2 separate regions of the Sus scrofa genome follow, and region 2 is linked to region 1. The links are chromatin contacts, called in public HiChIP or PLAC-seq maps. All regions are on one chromosome and are shown on one strand. The core of a region is the stretch at or near the end of the contact, and the rest is flanking DNA. Distances in the headings are between cores, read along the strand shown. Region 1 holds the start of IL13RA1 (interleukin 13 receptor subunit alpha 1). Region 2 has its middle 16 kb from the start of ZCCHC12.

The links. HiChIP or PLAC-seq counts read pairs in DNA pulled down with a chosen protein or histone mark.
Region 2: an H3K27ac HiChIP or PLAC-seq map of alveolar macrophages shows a contact between it and region 1. The contact joins the enhancer-like site here to the promoter of IL13RA1 in region 1. A contact is called at or near these places in 1 of 5 promoter capture datasets (liver), 4 of 47 Hi-C or Micro-C datasets (embryonic fibroblasts, fibroblasts, retroperitoneal adipose tissue and 1 more) and 2 of 2 datasets of contacts at active chromatin or transcription factors (alveolar macrophages and skeletal muscle).

The regions. Positions count from the first base shown.
Region 1 is chrX:97,298,719-97,302,628 of Sscrofa11.1, reverse strand. IL13RA1 (interleukin 13 receptor subunit alpha 1) reads right to left here and starts at 1,669. Exons shown (of 11, transcript NM_214341.1): 1 at 1,591-1,669. The coding sequence starts at 1,669.
Region 2 is chrX:97,361,960-97,365,869 of Sscrofa11.1, reverse strand. No RefSeq gene overlaps it. Among named protein-coding and RNA genes, the nearest start is that of ZCCHC12, 16 kb to the left of the region's middle. Within about 2 kb of position 1,724, at least 3 of the 83 cell types and tissues checked have an H3K27ac peak or open chromatin away from gene starts, as enhancers often do. A contact at or near this core is called in alveolar macrophages and retroperitoneal adipose tissue, where this site is marked.

The sequences.
Region 1 (3,910 bases), core at 420-2,919:
CTGGACTGCAGCTGCCCTATATATATAATTATGGAAACTGGATTTCCCCAAGTAAACTACAGGCACTTGGGGGGGGGGGGCGAGGATTACACTGTACATTCTAAGGTTCTAAGTGAACCTACAGAGCCTGGCTCAGTACTAAACAAGAAAAGCACTTGAATTTTTATTTATTTATTTATTTATTTATTTTTGTCTTTTTAGGGCTGCCCCTGGGGCATATGGAAGTTCCCAAACCAGGGGTTCAATCGGAGCTGCAGCGGAGGGCCTACGCCAGAGCCACAGCAAAGTGGGACCCCTGAGCAGTGTCTGCAACCTACACAGCAGCTCAGGGCAACGCGAGATCCTTAACTCACTGAGCGAGCCCCGGGATTGAACCCACATCCTCACAGATACTAGTTGGGTTCGTTACTGCTGAGCCACAATGGAAAGTCCTCACTTGAATTATTAGCTGACCAACTTCAAACCTCCCCAGGTCTCTATTCCAAGGCCACCTTTTCAGTGGAGGTCTTCCTACTCCACCTTATTTACAATGGCAGCCCCCTCCTCTGCGTTGTTTTCCTCCAAAGTACTTCTCGCCATCTGACATACCTTATATTTCACTCCCGCCCCCCTTTCTCAGACTCTGCCAACTGCAGAGAAGCACCAAAGGGCAGGGACTCTGTTTTGCTCATCTGCGGCATTCTCAGCCCCTAGAACACAGCCTGGCAGTGAGCCGGCTCTGCACACGTTTTGTTGACTGAATCAACACAGGGCAGCGAGGTTTCCTAATCAACATTTCAACTTGGGTTTCAAAGTACAACACGCTGGTGAAATTGCAATAAACAAAACTGGAAGCGTTTGTGTCAACATGACAATAAAACCTATCGACTTTGGATCTACTATCCTCACCAAGAAGGTCCGGAAAAAGCCATCCCTGAGCAACTCATCAGCCCCCACTTTTCACAGTAACTCTTGGTTGATTAATTTGAAATTGCCGCACGGGGGGGGGGGAGGGGCATACACGAACGCTCTATGTTTGCAACTTTTCTGTAAATTGAAAATTATTCCAAAGTATAAAGGTTGCTTTTTTTTAAAGGAAAATATTAAAGAAAGGCATCCACGCGGATGCTGCTCCGGGTTTCCCACTGGATTTCTTGGACGCCAGAGGAGGCCGTGACCCTCACGTCCTTTTCCTTCAGGAACTAGGAGCCTCAGAGGTTGCCTCCAACTCTCACTCCCTCACTAGACCCGCTGCGCTAGAAGCCCCGGCGGGTCCCCGGCTCGCCGGGACCTCGGTCGCCGTCCCCGCGGGCTTCTGGGCCCTCAACCCCTCCCGGGCTCACGGGCCACATGCCCGGTCCCGACTCCGCGGCCACGGACTCGTTTCGGTCCGGCCCCGGGCTCCTCGGCGCTTCCCGACGGCCAAGGGACGTCCTCCGGCCCCTCCGCCGCTCTGGGTCCTTCACCTCGAGCCGCACGCGAGTGGCGGCGGCGGCGGCGGCCGCGGGGGCATCGCGGAGCCCGCCCCCGGCGCCCACCGCCGCCCTCGGCCCGGCGGGCCTCTCGGCCGCGACCCCCGCCGCCCCGGGCCCCAGGGGCCGCACTACTCACCTGCGGGCGCGGCCAGCCCGCCGCCGCCGGCGCAGAACAGCAGCGCCCACAGCCCGTAGAGCCGCGCCGGCCGCTCCATGCAGCCCCTCGCTCGGAGCCCGGCCGGGCAGCAGCCGCGGCAGTCTCCGCCTCCTCCGCTCCCTCTCCCACTTCCCGGCTCCGCCGCCCTGGAGGCCGGGGGCCGGCGCAGACGGGAAGGGCCGCCCCGCCCACCGGCCGCAGGTAACCCCTGGCGGCCGGCGCGGGTGGAGGGGCGGGGCGTCGGTGGCTCCCGCAGCGGCTTCTGCTGCGCAACACCTGGCCCTGCCGCAGCCCAGTCCCCCGCCCCGAGGCGGATCGCCGGCCAAACGGAACTTCCCCGACCGCGTCGCGGCCCGGCCCCCGCGCCTGCAAGCCGAGCGGACCGTGCAGACCGGCGGAGCCCCGGACGTGCTGGGGGAGCTGTATTCCACCGGGCTCCCCGGGCAGGGCCTTCTCTGGGAACGAGCCTTGGCCTGGGAGTCTGGAGACGCGGCTTCCAAACGTGGGCCTCTGAGCCCTTGTTTCCTAAACTCTGACTCCCGAGTTAGTAATCCCAGGTCTGACCTCAGAGGGTGGACTTGGAAGACCAGAGGAGGGGATGTGGCGGGAGCATGCTTTGTAAACAGGATGAAAAGTATATTTGAAATCTGTTGATAATGGGGGGGGAGGAAGCAAAAATTGTAAATATGACCGACAGTGCCATACTATATACTTGGATTTTTAAAAATGTTTCCTTTTTTGGCGGCCCCACGACATATGGAATTCCCGGGCCAGGGATCCTATCCAAGTCGCAGTTGCTACCTAGGCCGCAGCTGCAGCACCGCAGGATCCTTAACCCGCTGTGTCTAGCCAGGAATCAAACTGGCGTCCTAGCGCTCCCAAGAGGCCACCGAACCCGTTGCGCCACAAAGGGATGTTTTTAAAGCTCACGACCAACTTTCTACATACTGCTTTTTCATACATATAGAGAGATGGAAGGTGGGTGGCTGAGGCTTAATGTCGCTGGGGATGGAGGAAAAGAGGAACCCTTGGTTTCCTATGGCTGCTGTAACAAATTACCACGAATTGACTAAAAACACCCCAGTTTTATTATATTAGCGTTCTGGAGGTCAGAAGTCCCACTAGGGTAAAATCAAGGCGTGGCTGGAGCTGTTTTCCTTCTGGAGGTTCTAAGGGAGAATCTGTCTCCATGCCTTTTCCAGCTTCTGGAGGCCGACTGCATTCCTTGGCCCCTTTCTGTACCACTCAGACCTCTGCTTCCCTTAGCACATCTCCTGCTCTGACTCTGACCCTCCTGCCTTCCTTTTTCTTTTTTGAGAAGCCTTGTAATTAGATTGCACCTACCAGATATCCAGAAGGAACTAGTGGTTAGCAGTGGGACGGGAGGAGTGGGAGGTGCAAACTATTGGGTATAAAATAGGCTCCAAAGGGAGTTGCCCGTCGCGGCTCAGTGGTTAACAAACTCCACTAGTATCCACGAGGATGCAGGTTCGTATTCCTGACCTCACTCAGTAGGTTAAGGATCCAGCGTTGCCAAGAGTTGTGGTGTAGGTCGAAGATGCGGCTCAGATCACATGTTGCTGTAGCTGTGGTGTAGGCCAGTAGCAACAGTTCCAATTCAACCCCTAGCCTAGGAATCCCCATATGCCTCAGGTGCTGCCCTAAGAAGACAAAAGATGAAATAAATAAATAAAACAGGCTACAAGGATGTAGTCTACACTGGGGATATAGCCAATATTTTATAATAACTGTAAATGAAGTGTAACCTTTAAAAATATATAATTTTTTAATGTTAAAGGAAAAAATAGATGGAGCCTACTAGATAATCCATGATAATCTCCCCATCTCAAAATCCTTTACTTAATCACACCTACGAAGTCACTGTTGCCATATAAAATAACCAGCGTATTCATAGTGGTCTCGGATTAAGACATGGACACTGTTGAGGGGGTATTATTCTGTCACCACCCCTCAAAAAAGATTCAAGTCTGGATAGGTGATGAGACCCACTGACTGGGGTATATTTTGGTTGAATTCAACCAATGTACACATCTGAAATCTGTTGCAAAAAAAATAGAGCAATAAAAATGCTGATCATACACCTAGTCTAGACCCTACTCAAAAGGTATGGGGATGTTTAACCGATCTGAAACAAAGGCTTCACTCTTGGAATTAAGGTCCTTAAGGACAATAAACATTTATCATCCTTCCAGAATCTCTGGTAGACACTCATTAAAAGCAGGCTCTGCCAACAAAGAGCTGCAGGCATTATGAGGGGCGATCGCAAGAGCAAGAACAG
Region 2 (3,910 bases), core at 475-2,974, 63 kb before region 1:
ACGGCTGTGGCTGTGGCTGGCAGCTGCAGCTCCAATTAGATCCCTACCCTGGGAACCTCCATATGCCATGGGTGCAGCCCCAAAGACAAAAAAAATTAATAAAAATAAAAAATAAAAAAATAAAATCGGGGGGAACAAGCTCTATGTTTTCGTTACTGTAAATTACGGTACATATACTGAGGGGCAGAGCTTATTGAAATTTGTTTTTTTATGCTGTTTTTTAAAATTTTTTTCATTGCTATTTCCCCAATACAAATTTTTTTTCTACCGTAACAGCATGGTGACCCAGTTACACATACATGTATACATTCTTTTTTCTCCCATTTTCATGCTGCATCATTTGTGCCTAGACATAGTTCCCAGTGCTGCACAGCAGCATCTCATTGCTCCTTTTTCCTCTTCTGTCTTTTTAGGGCCGCTCCCGAGGCATATGGAGGTTTCCAGGCTAGGAGTGGATTCAGCGCTGTAGCCGCCAGCCCACATCACAGCCACAGCAAGGCGGGATCCGAGCCGGGTCTGCAACCTACACCACAGCTCACGGCAACGCCGGATCCCTAACCCACTGAGCGAGGCCAGGGATCAAACCCGAGAACCCAAGTCCCCCTGGATACTAGTCGGGTTTGTAACAGCTGAGCCACAATGGGAACTCCACCACATTTTCAACATGCTTATGTTGCTCTTTATCCTGAGGGGGAAAATAACACAACAGATATATGCTTTGTACTGCCATTTGCAAAAACATTCCCTAGACATATTAAAAGTTAGCACTTGGTGGCACGCATATGTGTGTGTGTGTGTGTGTGTGTGTGTGTGTGTGTACATGCACAAATGGGCAGGGGTTTTTTTTCCCCCAAGGAAAACCATGTGTTGGTTGTGTAAGAACTTTCTAATTTCAAGGCCAAACTTGAGTTTTCACTTCTTTTACAGATGTCTCATTGCTGTTATAAAGAATTTCTGGAGTCCAGTTGGATACTAAACTAATGTTTAGTCATAGCAATCTGGAAAGGAAAAAAAGCTACTTTGTGGTGACAGAGCCACATGCACTACTAGCTGTCAACATAGTATGGTTTTGAGGGTCAACGATTGTTTGTTCCCAAATCCTTGCCCCACATATCACAGAGCATTGGTATTCAGAAATTCACCATGAGCCTTGTTGGATCCTGATTCTAACAAATTATAGAAAAAAATTGATGAGACAATTGGGGAAATGTGAACACTGATTGGATATTTGGCCACGGTGAGCAATTGCTGTTAATTTTTAAGTATAATAGTGGTATTGCAGTTAGGTTTTTATAAAAAGTTAGTTTTTAAAGATATATACCAACCGACATATATATACAGATGAAATGATACAACGTTTGGGATTAACTTTAAAATAATTCATTGTGTGTGGGGAGGGTAGAGAATGGGTGGAGGTGCAGATGAAATAATATTTCCCATGTTAATAATTGTTGAAGCCGGATGATGAGCACACGGTCAGTCAGTCATCGTTAACAAGCTTGCTACTTTCATATTTGTACTTTTCCATAATAAAATATTTTCAAAAATCTACCATGGAAGTGGTAGCATGGTTTGGGGGAGGCTCCCTGTAATATACATCTGATCCAAGAATAATAATCCGCAAACATCCTGGCCCTTCCTTGACTACATTAGCAAAGAAAAACTGCTCAACTGTCTTAAAAGGAAGCACAGGCCAAAAGGAAGAGGAAATGAGGCAGGGCAAGTCTGAAAAGAGGAAGCTGGACAACCCTGGAACATGGACCCTTGCCAGAATGGACAAGCCACGGCCAGCCACTGAAAGAGAGCATTTGGAGGCTGGCAGTGGCTGGAAAGAGAATCAAAGAGTAGACTCAAACGGGAAAGGTATCTTGTATATGCCTGTTGGTGATGGCTAGTGGGATGCAGCTTGAATAGCGAAGCTGTAAAACCAACTCCAGCTTTTGGGTAGAGCTAGCTTTGTCTCCCCTTGAGTGCCTTTGGAAACATCATGAAGATACGACATTTAGAATGTATTCTTCATCCAGTCCTCAGGTCAAACAATAACTCATGGAATCATCCTCTGTTTTCGTCAACATTTTCAAATCTACCAGTCTTGGGTCAGCTGCCATTTATCTATATCTGCTCCCATTGTTGTTCTCCAGACAATTCAAAGTTACCCTTTTACTGATTATGAATGTTAGACCTGAAGGGGCTCCTGCAGATCACTTACTCCTTTTCACAGGACAGGAGACTGAAACTAAGAGGAAGGAAGTGACTTGTCCAGCATGGGACATGGTAGGCACGCAATAAATATCTGTTGAGTCTAAGATGTGGTACATACTGGTATGACCCTACCAAGAAATTATAGCTGGTGTCAGATCTGATTGGTTGGTGCCCATGTCACATAGTTTTAGCATCATTCCTGGTTGAAAAAAAAAATGAAGAAATAAATAGGAGTTCCCTTTGTGGCTCAGCAGTAATGAACCTGACCAGTATCCATAAGGACTCAAGTTCGATCCCTGGCCTTGCTCAGTGCGTTAAGGATCCGGCATTGCTCTCAGCTGCTGTGTAGCTTGCAGATGGGGCTTGAATCTGATGTCGCTGTGGCTGTGGCATAGGCTGGCAGCTGTAGCTCCAATGTAACCCCTAGCCTTGGAACTTCCATATGCTGTGGGTGTGGCCCTAAAAGGACAAAAAAAGAAAAAAAAGCAAGCAAGCAAGCAAGCAAGCAACGTTTGATTGTCCCTGACTTACAGGCCTTCTTCCTCTGTAACTCTAGTTCTGGTCTCCGCGGGACCCCTATGTGCAGACAGAGCAGCTCTTGGCTGTGAAGGTCACAGATAATCCAGGCCTCCTCTCGGGGCTGAGTTTCATTGCTTGTCTGTTAGCTTCCATTAGTGCCCCAGGGACTGGCAAGCTTTATTTTGGGTTGCACAGAGGAACCTACTACAAACGTCACACATTCAAAGTTTGCGCCGCACTCCCATCCTGAGAAAATTGTTAGTTTGGGCTCCGAACTATTTTACTGTTGAGGAACAGCTATCCGGCATTGTTTTTCCAGTTTTCATGCACCCCAGGAGCAAGGGGAGAAAGCAGATCTGTGGGTTTGTTGTTTTTTTTTAAATTCTGACAACTGCAAAATGGCACCATTTCATTCTTTTTAACAGCTGCATAACATATGGTTTATTTTATTGACATCTTGAACTAACTCTAGAACGTGGATCCTTTTAATCAGCATTTTACAGATGAGACAGGAAAAAAAGAAAACAGAAAAGAAAGCAAAAGCTACCTTTGATTTTAAGTATTTTTAGAAATATAAATAAGAGAGTTAAGATTCGAATTCTAACATTCTCAGAGTCTAATATTGCTAACTAGATTTATACCATATTTTCTTTCTAAAGTAGTACAATTAGAAAAGGTCATGCCATGACAAATTCAGTACAATGAAGGTTAATGGTATAATAAGATATTGTAAAAGCAAGATATATTGCTGCACTAGGACTGTCATTTTCATATAAGAAGGAATAAAGAATTGGTGCCAAAATAAAAGTGCAGTCATAGTCATCACTTACTGAAGTTCACTTTATGTTTTTTTAATGTCTCTTGCATTCTACTTTTTAAAAAAATTTTATTGAAGTATAGTTGATTTATAACAGCGTGCTAGTGTCAGGTGTACGGCACAGCTATTCAGTTCTCTTTCATCCATATACCCATCTAGCTATCTACCAACCTAATATCTATTCTTCAGATTCTCTTCCCTTATAGGTTATTACAAAATATTGAATATAGTTCCCCGTTCTATACAGTAGGTCCTTGTAGTTATTTTATACGTAGTAGTTTGTATATGTTAACTCCATACTCCTGATTTATTCCTCCTCCCACCCTCCTTTCCCCGTTGATAACCCTAAGTTTGTTTTCTACATCTGTGTGT